Regions from separate parts of the Mus musculus genome. Here region 1 is linked to region 2. Evidence: chromatin contacts called from public Hi-C data. All regions are on one chromosome and are shown on one strand. The core of a region is the stretch at or near the end of the contact, and the rest is flanking DNA. Distances in the headings are between cores, read along the strand shown.

The links. A called contact is a pair of places that touch in the nucleus more often than the background predicts.
Region 1: a Hi-C map of liver shows a contact between it and region 2, with 2.0 times the contacts expected there. The contact joins two enhancer-like sites. A contact is called at or near these places in 1 of 15 datasets of contacts at CTCF or cohesin (the NIH/3T3 cell line), 8 of 484 Hi-C or Micro-C datasets (the G1E-ER4 cell line, cerebral cortex, granulocyte-monocyte progenitors and 1 more), 5 of 115 datasets of contacts at active chromatin or transcription factors (the SCID.adh cell line, bone marrow-derived dendritic cells, embryonic stem cells and 2 more) and 1 of 9 other capture datasets (embryonic stem cells).

What each region holds. Positions count from the first base shown.
Region 1 is chr3:22,186,612-22,192,776 of GRCm38.p6, reverse strand. Tbl1xr1 (transducin (beta)-like 1X-linked receptor 1) reads right to left here. Exons shown (of 16, transcript NM_030732.3): 4 at 4,266-4,411; 5 at 2,787-3,009; 6 at 1,730-1,862; 7 at 1,244-1,385; 8 at 694-757; 9 at 510-607. Among named protein-coding and RNA genes, the nearest start is that of Tbl1xr1, 110 kb to the right of the region's middle. Within about 2 kb of position 3,891, at least 4 of the 459 cell types and tissues checked have an H3K27ac peak or open chromatin away from gene starts, as enhancers often do. A contact at or near this core is called in liver, where this site is marked.
Region 2 is chr3:21,985,571-21,992,424 of GRCm38.p6, reverse strand. No RefSeq gene overlaps it. Among named protein-coding and RNA genes, the nearest start is that of Gm31813, 25 kb to the right of the region's middle. Within about 2 kb of position 5,389, at least 164 of the 459 cell types and tissues checked have an H3K27ac peak or open chromatin away from gene starts, as enhancers often do. A contact at or near this core is called in liver, where this site is marked.

The sequences.
Region 1 (6,165 bases), core at 2,642-5,141, 200 kb before region 2:
TCTTTTACTTGGACCTCCTATGAACCCCCCGCCCCCGCCCCCAAAGGCCGTTTACATTTTGATACCACTTAAAGCAGGTCGTGAAACTGCTTATGAAAGTGCCAAGTGCTGGCTTTTCCCGAATCCTTCATCTCCCTTTTAAAAGTGTTCACTGAAAATATGAGTCTCAGCCAGTTCCTGTCTCCTTCCCCAGCACTACCCAACTGATTAAGAGCCTGGGCGTTGCTGATGGAAACAGCCACGGCTGCCCCTGAGAAAGCCTGAGAAGCACCAAGAACTTCATTCCATGCTTCACGAGAGTCAAACCCCAGAAGAAAATGAGGAACGGTCATAGCAACACAGATACAATGAGCAGACTCAGGAAAACAAGTAGACAATATAAGACATTTCTAGTACTGTGACAAATTCATGCTTGAACGAACTCAAGTCTGCTTCAGTGATTAGCAGGAAAGAAAAAAATATTACTTTCAAATATATTCTTGATAGAGCTTGGCTGAATGTTCATTTACCTTATCTACGCCAGCACTTAGGATGAAATTTCCTTTCTTATTCCATTTTAATGCAAATATAGGACCTTTATGCTGCCCCAAGGTGCTGGCAAGATTACCTAAATTAAAAACAAACAAACACACACATTAAAATTACTTCAAACTTTTAAATTTAGAACATCAATAAAGTTAGAAAATGTCATACCATCTTTAGTCCATATTCTGGCAAATCCATCATATGACCCAGTTGCTAGAAGTGTACCTTCACTCTGGCAGAGAAACACATTTTGTTTATTACACAACTCAAAAGGCCATTTAATTACTACACACATGTTGCCTGTTTAAGTCCCAGGCACAAAAGACCCTGATCTATGTGTAAGTGCCAACAAAGGCTGGCAAACCCCCACCCCCTAATGAAGGCGGTGTTCTCGGACAGGCCAATCCCAGTGTGTGCACCGGCAGGAAGTGCTGTGGAGCAGGACTGCAGTCCCTATGCAGAACATTTTCACAGGTGACCATGAGTGAGGATGGGGCAAGTGTAGACCAGGAAGGACAACATAAAAATGATACCATGAGAATGCTTTTTATAAGAAGTAAAAAGCAAAGCCTACAATTCACTCCTAAATTCTGATTAGGATTTTAGGAATATGGGGCCAGATTGAAGCTAAAATTGGGATCTAATTTCAAGATTATATAATGCCAAGTCCTCAAATGTCTTCATTCACAGACCATTTATGCAAGAACAAAACACTCACATTCCAATCTAGAGACGTGACATCCTTGTTACTGGGCACGTCCTGCCCTCCTTCCCGTATGCAGTGTCTAAGCACGAGCTGCGTAGGGCCACTCGTGCTGTTCTCACTGAGGTTCCAGATTCTTGCCGTGGAGTCTCCAGACCTTCAGAGTCAAAAAATCGGCTTAAGTCTTCATATAAGCAAGCATTCCAGAACCCAAGCCATACATTTAACACCTGAATAAGAAGTAGACTACCAGATATAAACATTTCTAATATTTCTCTTTTAGAGCTCCTACCAAGTAATAATACTAACCTACTAAGGTAAAATGACCGGAAAGTGAAATCTATGTAGCAGTCCTTTTGTTGAGGTATTCTTAGATGCCATTGTCATGCTGCACGTGACATAATCCCAGGACACAGTGCATCAACAAGGCAAGGTTACAGAGTAAATCCTGTCTAAAACAACAAAATACTCAACAGCTAGAAAGCTCTTTGAAAAACCTACCCTGATGCCAGGAGATCACTAACAGGGTTCCAGGCACAGATGAAAACTTCAGATTCATGGCCCCGAAGCACAACCGCTTTATTGGAAGGGATTTCCACATCCCCATCTACTTCCATCATGTCAGTGTGATTATCTGCAGCATGAGAAGTAGCAGTTCTGTCAGAAGGTAAGCACATTTCTAGCAAGTATGGCTGTACTAGTTTTAAAAGTGTGAGTGTTTATGCCCAGAGAATGTGTATGTGGAAGTGGTAAAAAAAAGAAAGGGGGAAAAAGGGCTATACCTCAGCATGGCTGAATTAAACAGCCTGTAACAATACTATTCTGAGTTCTGCCAGTAGGGGTTGCTGATATCATTTCTATAGCATGAGTCATCTTTATTGCTCACCATCAGAGCCTTGCTGGATGTTTATAACAGGGACTACTAGAAATTTTACTTAGAAATCAACTGCAGATGCAATGTTCACTTAAGAGTAGAAAGGGGTTTCAGAAACATTTAGGAACAAACAAACATTCAGTGTATTTAGCTTTTTAGAATCTTAGGTAGAAAATATGAACTGTGTGATGCACTATACTGCCTGTTTTTGTGTGTCAACTTGACACAGCTGGAATTATCACTCAGAAAGGAGCTTCAGTTGAGGAAATGCCTCCATGAGATCCAACTGTAAGGCATTTTCTCAACTGGTGATCAAGGGGGGAAAGCCCACTGTGGGTGGTGCCATCCCTGGGCTGGTAGTCTTGGGTTCTATAAGAGAGCAGGCTGAGCAAGCCAGTAAAGAACATCCCTCCATGGCCTCTGCATCAGCTCCTGCTTCCTGATCTGCTTGAGTTCCAGTCCTGACTTCCTTGGTGATGAACAGCAGTATGGAAGTGTAAGCTGAATAAACTCTTTCCTCCCCAACTTGCTTCTTGGTCATGATGTTTGTGCAGGAATAGAAACCCTGACTAAGCGAAGCATGTTGGGGGGTAAAGACAAACACTGGCTATCAGTACAGCTCTAAGGATGGGGCAATGGAGAACAGTAGTGTGTGCTGAGCATCTCCAAGCATTCTCGGCTCACTTGCGATGGTATGTGCTCCATTCTCCTCCCCATTTGCTGTATTCTCTCCATTTTTTGCAGATCCTTGCTGGTTAGTGGCGGCAGCAGCGGCAGCGGCTGCGGCTGCATGCTGCTGTGCAAGCTTGTCTCTGTAGGCTTGTTGTCTTGTTTGGACTACATCGGGCATAACAGCATCTATCAGGGACAGAGACTCGATGGGTCGACCATCAAATAAGGTGCCATCCTGGGGTTGGAAAACCGGGAAAGAAAAATGAGATGTAGTCATGAGGTTAACAAACATTCCATTAACAAAATGAACAACTTCATTCTAAGGAAACCGTGAACGTGAGCAAGAAGGAGGAAGGGGGCAAGAATGACAAAGATGCAAACAGCCACCAACTGTCACTGAGGTCCTGCTGAACTCTGCACAAAGACAAACCAATACAAGAGGCCATTCACAAAAGCTTAAAGATAATAAAATGATAATGTATAACATCCAGGTAAGAAAAGCTGTTAGTAAAAAACACTGACCAATATGAATATGTCATACCACGGGATCCAGGCCTTGGAATAAAGGAAAGCACCTGTACTGACCGGGAGCAGATCTTGACCTTACTGGTTTTCTCTAAACATTACAGGATGATCATACACAGAAGTCATCTAGATGTGTGTGATACACAAACTTGACATTAGGAGTAAATGAAGGGACCCACAGATAATGCTAACTGTGGCAATGTGGTAACCCACCGCTGAGGATACCAAAAGGGAACTGGACTACTTTAAACAGCTAAAATCTTTTCATTTACTTTTACAAAAAAAAAGGGGGGGGGGGGGAGGGCATGTGTTTACCTCTACATATTCCGGCCATACACTAAACATTGTAGCTACAACAAAGTTCTACTCAGAAAGAACATGCAGTGTGTGCTTATGAATGCTTTAAAGGCTGTAAGGTCCTTGTTACAGCGCCTCATGTTCCCAGCAGCTACCCAGTGACAGTCCAGAACTAAATGAGCTCGGCTGTGCTACAAAGCTAATTTATAGAATCAGGGAGCAGGTAAGATGGCCTCAGGCACAAGTAGCATGCCAACACCAGAAATAAACACACTACTTCCACATGAACCTTGGACACGAAGCTCTGAGAATCAATGTTGGCATCAATTATAAATAAATTGGCTTCCAACATCAGGGTACATGAAACTAACAGTGTTTTTTTATGTCCTTGCCATCAGTTTGTTCTTAGTACTCTCCAGCCAAATTACTTATGTGTTAAACATGATTTCCTTTGCTTACATACATACACACACACACACACACACACACACACACACACACACACGCAGAGGAATAGTCTACAGAAATTATCCGCTGGTATGAAGACCAGTACAGTTATGAAGAATAATTTTAATCTGTCTGAACCCATGAAGTCAAGGTCAGATACTCAATAAACAACCACATTTAAGAATCAGAATCAGTGTTTGAAATGGAACTCATCTGCCTTACCTCATTTATGCTAACTTCTGCCTCTACATACTGCAGGCCTTTCTGGATGATAGAGATGAGTGCAGCGGGTGGAACCAGGGCACCATTTATGTTGGACTGACTTATATGGCTCTCTATACCAAAGGTAAACGCAGAATGAGAAAATCCTAAAAGCAAAGGAAACACTGTGAGAACTTATGTTGCTAGTAACATCACATTAAATTACAAACAGAAAAAACTTTGTTATCTTTTATAATTACATATCATCACTTGACGGTGTAAATGGACAACTAAGAAATGATTGAAAATAAAAATATTAAAAGAGAAACTTGCCAGCCTTTTACTTTCCCTTGCTCTCGGCTACTGTACATGTGGCTTCTAATGGGTTGCATGTCTTCAGGTTTTCTAACTGTACAACAGTAATACAACTTTCCTCAAGAAAATGCATCAAATGCCAAACCCTGAGAAGCTGTGAGCTACAACACACTTCACCTGCCTCATGAGACAAAAGCAAACCAAGATTCATGCGACACATCATAGTTCTGTGGCATATTGAAAAAAAAAAAAAAAAAGACTTAGGAAATAAATCCAAACTAGAAAACAACACAAACAAGACAAAATAACGCAGCCTGGGGCAGCCGATGTGAGTGGGCCAGCAGTGCCTGCCTACCATGCATTTAGATTCTGGGAGCAACACTGCCAAGCTGTGTGCAATGGTGCACACCCATACTGCCAGCACGCAGAAGTGAACAGGTGGGAAGATCGGACTTCAAGATTATCTTTGACTACGTAAGAGCAACCTGGGCTGTATGAAACTGTTTCCAAAGGAAATATACATCAAATTGTAACTGAATTCATACATTATTTTTATATATATTTAGTGACTAAAAAAATATTACTATTTTACGTAATAACTCATCTAAAGTTTTTGTTGTTGTTTCTCTAAGATAAGGTTTCTCTGTATAGCCCTGGCTATCCTGGATCTCACTCTTCAGAACAAACTCGCCTTAAACGCACAGAAATCTGTGCCTGCCTCTGACTGCTGAGTGCTAGGATCAAAGTTGTGTGCCTCTATCACCCGGCTCTAAATAAAGAACTACAAGATGAAAGTACAGTTCCTAGGCCTCCTTTAACAATTAGTTCCAGCACTCAGGGGACAAGCAGACTACCGACCATATTCCAGTGGAGGATTGGGCCACAAAATTAAGTAATTAAAAATTAAATAATTAAAGAAAAAATACTTAAAAACATGAGGGTACATAGCCAATCTCTTGATATTAGCCTCATTCATACTGTTACAAAAATCTGGTCCAGATAGCAAAGTGAAGTTCCAGTAATGGACAGGGTGGTCACTCTCTTTACTGAAATTCCATAACAGTTTACCAAGTTTTAAAAGACTGCATGATTCCAGATACCACTTGACTGGGAAAGGCTCAGGGGTGGCTAATGTATGCATGGTTGTGTTCTCAAAGCTTCTACTTCTGCCTTAATGGCCCACAGTGGGAGAAGGGAGAAAGACATTTCTCAGAAATCTTGCTTTTAACTTCATGATTTTACCCACAGACTAGCTTGTGATAAAGGATATTTAAGAGTTTTGTGTTTAACTAGAGATCACAAAGGTGGCTGAGGCAAATGTGGCATGAGATGGAAGACACCATCCTGAAACATTATCCTTCAGAAATTCCAAAGTCCTGAGTTTGGCAGGGCACACAGCAGAAAGGCAAGACCAAGCACTGGAAACACTAGGGAAAATGGCGGGAGGTGAGGAGATCAAGTTGGAGACATGGAGACAGGAGATTCCTGTGTAAGGAACAAAACACAGGCCCTCAGTAAGCTCTTCTCCCTGGAAAACCTTTGACCTAGAAGATGCCATTAGGGAAAGCACTGTGTGCTAGACAACCTATGGACATGAGATTCTGAT
Region 2 (6,854 bases), core at 4,140-6,639:
CAGGAACCAGACAAGGATGGCTCTAAACCCAGGGAGGGAATCAGCCTCACAGAGCAGGCTCAGAATGAAGGAAGTGGTTGTCAGTTGTTCTTCATGGGTCCTATGTCTACAAATAATTTTTCTTTGTCGAGAATGGGTTGATTTGAATCCGTGTTCCTCAATTGCAAAAGCACAAAGACATCACAGCTCTGTGGTGTCAATGGTCTCTTTAGACACCAGTGCCAGTTATTAGAAGGGCAAGAAAAGAAGGAATGTTCTTTCCCCACTTTGCCGCCGTGTCTGCTGTCGCTCAGATCCTAAGGCATGAAATTGGAAGAAAACTCTTTCTTCCTTCGCAAGGTTATGGCAAACTTTGACCCAGCCACCCCCATCTGATAAAGCTCACATTTAGATTACGAGCAGAGAAGAGGAAATTAAGAAAGCAGGTGGAGGAGGTGGCACAAGAGAAGTTAAGGAACAGAAAAAGAAAGAGGAAGTCGGGGGGTGGGGGTGGGGGGGGAGTTAATGTGGGCACACAGCAGCCTTCGTGGTGATCAAGAAAGAGAAACCACTGGGGCCACAGAGTAGAACTCAGTGGGGTGGCCTCTGCATTGGTAGTTCTTAAAGGCAGGGGGACCAAGCTCCTGGCTCTGTGCCTGACTTCTCAGGACTGTACCAGGCTTCCCCGTAGCGCAGGCTGTGACTCGGGTAGGGCATCCTCTTGCACTATGGATTCATTTCTCCCAAGGTACTTAATGTGTACTCACACATGTGTGCATGTGTGTAAGCCGGGGGTCCTCTTCACTCTCACCTTGTTTTTGAGACAGTGCTGTTCACTAAATCTGGATTCACCAATTTGTTTAGACTAGACGGTCAGCAAGCCCCAGGGATCCCCCTGTTTCTAATCCTCAGCACTGGGGTTATGGTTGCATGCCACTGCATTCTGTGGGTGCTGGGATCCAAACTCACATTCTCATGCTTGTGCAGCAAGCTTTACCTACCAAGCCATTTCTCCATCTCTAAAATAGTCTTTTCGGTGTGTGTGTGTGTGTGTGTGTGTGTGTGTATTCCAATATGTAGCCCTGGCTCACCTAGAATTCACTTTTTCTTTTTTTTTTAACAAACAACAACAAGAAGAATAACAACACAACAGGGGTCACGTAGTCCAAGTTAGTTTCAAACTTGCTGTGTAGATGATAGCTTCTGTTTCAGATCCACCCACCTCTAACGAGTGAGTTTTTAAGTTACAGGGCTATCTCACTGTATCTGTTTTGTGAGGGGTTAGGGATAGAACCCAGGGCTTCATGAATTCTTTGTGAGTACTCTCGGCACCTGGTTTCCATTCCCAGTCCTAGAAATAACACTTTGATAATAGAAATAAAGAGATGTTAAGTGCACACCAAAGTCTTCGAGTGTGCATATGAAGTGACTCTAATTTCACGAGCCCTGCCAGGAGACAAGACCAGCTCCAGTGAAATTCTACTTGTGGGCCTCTTAAGCGAATTAAGAAGCTCTGTTAGGTTGAGGAGGATGATGACTCATGCCTGTAATCCTGGCACTTTAGGAGACTGAGGCAGGGGGATATTTATAGCTAAGCAAGGGGTTACATAGGAAGACCATGTTTCAAAAAACCAAAACCAAAGCCCTAACAAACAAACTAAAAGAAATGGGGAGTTCCCAGTTGAGACTTTATTAGGGCCAAGATTTCTCAAAGTATATTTTACGGTCTACTGGGCTCACCAAATGCCTTTAATGGATCAACCTGGGTTACATGCTAACGACTTTGTGGAGAGTCACAAAACATGAAATGTTCAAGTCTCTGAGAATTCCTCTAGTAAAAAACAACGGCATCTATTTGTCTCAATGTTAACCACGTAAACTTGGCCCTTTAAAAAATTACATGTGGGTTTTTTTTTCATTTTGTGTGTATGTGCAAGTCATAAGGCAACTTTGTGGAATCATTTATTTCCTCCCCTCTACATGGGCACCAAATGAACTCAAGCTCAGCTTGTCAGGTTTTCGTGATAAGTAACTTTACACCCTGAACCACCCCTCTCCCCTCTTCAATGGGCTAGTTTTACATGCAACTTTTTTTTTTCTTTTTAGCACTTATGCCTCAGAGTTAGTATTGAGGGGAGTATACAAAAGGACCCTTCTGTACTATGTTAGACCAATGACCTGAAGTTACTATTCCCTCACCACCCGAACCCCATACTCTGACTTTTCCCCTAGTAAATAAAATGATAATTGCTGGACAGTGAAACCAAGCAAAATTACATAAACATACCAAGCTATAGGAGACATTTCCTGCTAAAGATTCCTTAAGTTTGGCCATCTAGCTTTTCCTGCATGCACACCCATCCAACAAGTAAGTTTCCTCTGAGAAATGCCTGCAGCATCAATAGCAGCCAATCAGAATCTCTAAGGAATGTGACTTAGTCAGTTGCTAGACTGAGCTGATTTCATTCAAGCCTCAAAGCAAAGAAATATAATACTACAATTAATTTGAGTTAATGAGGTAGATACAATTGCCTTTAGAAGTTTGTCTTGCTGATTCTAAACACCTGTGAGGACAGGCATTAAATATACATGAGACATATAAACAGTTCATTAAATGCTGTTAGTCTGTTTCTGTAGCACGTGTTGATTTTCTTTATTAACATGCACTAACAAGCTTGATCATGACATTTTCTTACACGTATACAACACACATGCACACGTTGCTTTGTACTCAAGATCCCATGAATCTAAGGATTAATTTATATTATCTGAGACCCTTGGGAACCAGCGATAGAGATAATGTATTGTGAAGAGAATGGATATGTAGCTTAGTTGGTTGAGTGTTTGTCTGCATAGCGTGCAACCCTGGCTTCAGTGCCAGCATTGTAGGAAGTGGTGTTGTATGCCTGTAATTCCAACTCTTGTAAGGTAGAGGTAAGAAGGCCATGCCATCCTCAGCCTCACAGTAAGTTTGAGCCTCACAGTAAGTTTGAGGCCAGACTTGGAATATATGAGACTCAGTCTTGGAATATTTTTTATAAAAATAAGAAAATGATAAAGCATGACAAATCTGTTAGTCTTTAAGGAATCATTTTTACTCCTAGTTAAAGATGTCTACAGAATCATAGCTATGAATTTCACTTTACAAATGACAAATTTTATGTTAATGATCTCATTTAACTCTCTGCACATAATCTAAGCACCAAAGAATGCCTCATAATATAATTTCCAGGATTTGCCTCCCTCTCTCCTCCTGTTTTCTCAGGTGTTAGAAACCTATTACTAACCAACCTATATAGAGATGGCATTTATTGGACGGACACTGCAGACATGCACACTTTGTTTTACTGTATAGACTTCCAGGAAGCACTGACAAATGAGATCCAGGAAGAGCCAAGATGTCACTGGGCCTTGAATGCTGACCGTTGAGAATGGGAGGGTTGTCTGTATTCTCCTTCTGCTCTTCTTTCTGTGTTGGCTGAGTCCCTCACTGGCTTGGTCTAAGTAGAAGAAGAGATGTTTACCAGAAATACATGATTCCATGGAACGGATGAGAACATTTGAGAACAGATTTCAACTCGGACTTCCTGGCACGGCTATGGGCTGTGAAGAAGAGTGATGGTCTGTGGCTGTCTCCACAGGTGCCATGGATCAGGGCCTTCACATGTGGGTGGGAAGTGTGCTTATCATCATAGTGAAGGTGCAGCCTGGGAGAGTAAGAAACTGAATACTGGAAACAAGCTAGGTGTGTACTCCTGCTGATGTGTGCTCCACATAGTGCCTCAGGGTCTACATGTTCTGTCGATTATATCATTCTATCAAAGGAGTCCTCAAGACACCATGCATGACTATATACCCATTCACAGTGAGATGAGGATCGCTATTAGTGGAAACCCCTTGTGAGTGTTGCTTTTCAAGGTAGCTAAATCTTCTTTAGTTCAATCTAAAATAATGAAAGCCCTGCTTTATTCAGGCCTAAGGTACATACACATGGCAGAAACATGTTCTCCTCACTTCCTGGGTTAAAGGTGAGACTGCTGAGGGAAGAGCAATGAGGAAACAACTCATGACCACAGAAAGGGGTGTCAGTCAAGACTGTTTCCTTATGTAACAGTGGATAGTGAGATAACGGCTCAGGGTTTGCGTTAGACTTTAAACTCCAACGGACGAAGCTGTTGCCTCCCACGGCGTCTCTGTGTGCAGATGTCACAACCACCCTCCCTGGAGGAAAGGAACATGAGAGAAGATTTGGGGAAGAAAAGCCACAGCTCAAGGAACTGAAAAGGAGTTGTTGCCTTCCAGGCAAGTGTGTAGGCTAGGGAAGGCCCCGAGCAGAGCATGCTGTGTGTGTTAGGAGCCTGACGACTTGGACCATGTGAATTTTCTCATTTCTTGTTACTTCTAATGCTATTGATCAACTGTGTGAAGGGAACTTTCTCTGCACCTTCTGCTTTCACAGTAAGAGCCCAATATTCATGTCTGGTTTTGGTAGTGAGTCTAGACTAACAGTGAGATGGGTAAGGGAAAGAGAAAACCTCCCCCCCCCCTCCCCTTTGTGGTTAATGGTGTCAGAGGCTGTAGGAGACTGGCAGGTGTTTAGAAACCAGCGTGAGTCATTCTGCATCTCAACTTGGCTGGGCTATGGGGCTGCATATTCAGTCAAGCATTATTTTAGATGTTTCTGTAACATCTTTGGGTGAGATTAACATGAAAACCAATGGATTCTTTGTGCAGCAAGAATACTTTTTATGACATGGTGGGTTCCGTCTAGTCAGCTGAAGGTCTTACTAAAGACTGATGCTGACCCGAGAAGTTTAGATTTAGTAAGGCCCCATAATCACGTGCATTAGTTCCTGAGGAGATACTTACTCCTCTAACCCTCATCTGTAGGAGGTTCAGCTCGCTAACTTGGAAGCTCTTTCTACAGTCAACCATAATGTAGAGATTGTTCCAGCAAGAGTTCTGAAATCAGGAAAAATACAACAACAACAAATTTAAATGCCCAAATATCAGAGGCTATTTATTTTATTCAGTCCTTTCCCTTGTTTTAAATCAGGGTCTCAAGTTGTCTGGTTTCCTTTGATATTTCTATATAGTTTAGGATGACCTTGCAGATATGTGCCACCACAATCCCTTTACACAGTGCTGGGGATTGATCCTAGGTCTTTGTGCTCATTCGACAAGTACTCTGCCAACTGACATACATCCCTCAGCCCTCATCATCAGCTTTTGACACAGAATTTTTGGCAGGGTACCTGTTGGCTTGGTACAGAATGTGTCTGTCCCCTGAGCCAACATCTTCTTAAAATGGCAGACGAAAATAAACCCAGCTGAGTTGGAGATAGTCATCCTGGCAACCACACATCTACTTTTTCCTGGAACATCAACTCTTAGGCAAGGACTATTTGCCTCTGTGCTAACTCAGGACCAGGACCAAGTCCTAGAGAACACCCCGTACCTCTGATGACTCTGAGAATGGACTCTGCCAGTGTAAGTGACTGGACTTGGCTTGGAACTCAGTGTTTTCTCAATTGCAGATCTTCACAAAGCTTGTGTTAATTGTTCTCCTACAACAGATAAGCCTAAGGTGTCCTGTTTAAGGAAATGTTCCTCTTTGAAAAAACTGCCTGTACTATAAACCCCTCCCTGAGGGGAGGACGAGAAATGTGCCCAGCTCCAAGATGTGGCCAGACAGCATTGTACAGCCTGGTAACTCTAGTCAGCCCCACCTTCAAGGATCCAAGTTCAGCAGAGGTGAAGAGTGCTTTCGTTCTGGTCACTCATTCACCAGGGGAAGCTGGACACCATCCGGTGAACCTGGTCTTGTGAAATCAGACAACCTAATTGCCCTTTACAGCTTGGTAAATGATATACTCCAACTGTGAGGGCTAAAGTTATATTTTAAGTTTTAATTCCTGTGCTGAAGGGATCTATAAAACAAAAATGTCTCTAACCTATAATGCAGATAACTTTCTCTGCCCACGGACAGATAACTTCCTGGATTCTGGGGGCTACTATTCATGCAAGATAACAAGCCATGAAAATGTTTTCACTTCTGTAAACAAGGTTGGTTGCTTCAACTTCTCAGGATGTCCTTAATCACATGGACCAGGAAGTACATAGGCAGGATGTATGCTTACCCCCAAGGCAGCAAATACACAGCCTTGTAGGTTGTGCCTTTATAATCACCAGATTAGCACAGTGTGAGGCCGTTTTCTGGGAATCCTGAGTATGGATCTGGGTAGAGTCCATAGTCTTGGCCAGCATTTAATAAAACTTACTTTAATTTTGGCTCAAAAATTGGGATAATGGTCCTATTCTCTCCCAGTAGGATCAACAGTAGGGCTCATAAAAGTTAATCCAGACCCAGGCTTCCAAGCTGATACCCTGGGTGATGAGCAGAGTGTCTAGTTGTCTAGCTGTGGATAGGACAAAAACCCTCAGAGGTTTCTACACCACTCTTGGAATCTTTGGAGAGGCCTTATATGCTGCCTCAGTAACTTAAGTGCTGGGACGGGGCATATAACTCAGTTGTAGAGTGCTTGCTTTGCATTCACGAAGCGCTGGCATCTGTCTCGGCACCATGTAAGTAAGGAACTGTAACACATTCTTGTGATCCTCTAATTTTGGAGGTAGAGGAAGAAGAATCAGTGTTCTTGGTTCTCCTCAACTATGTAATTAGAAGGGTCATCTAGGCCTAGGTAATACTCACTAAACTAAAAACCAAGGCAAATAACAACAACGAAAACCAACACAGATTCCATACACATCGGAAAAGCAGACTCTGGAGAGATTTCTAGAATGTTCTCCAATTTGGTTCATTCTCCAGGTTTTTGTTCTGTTTTGTTTTGTTTTTTACTTTCCAACTAATGAAA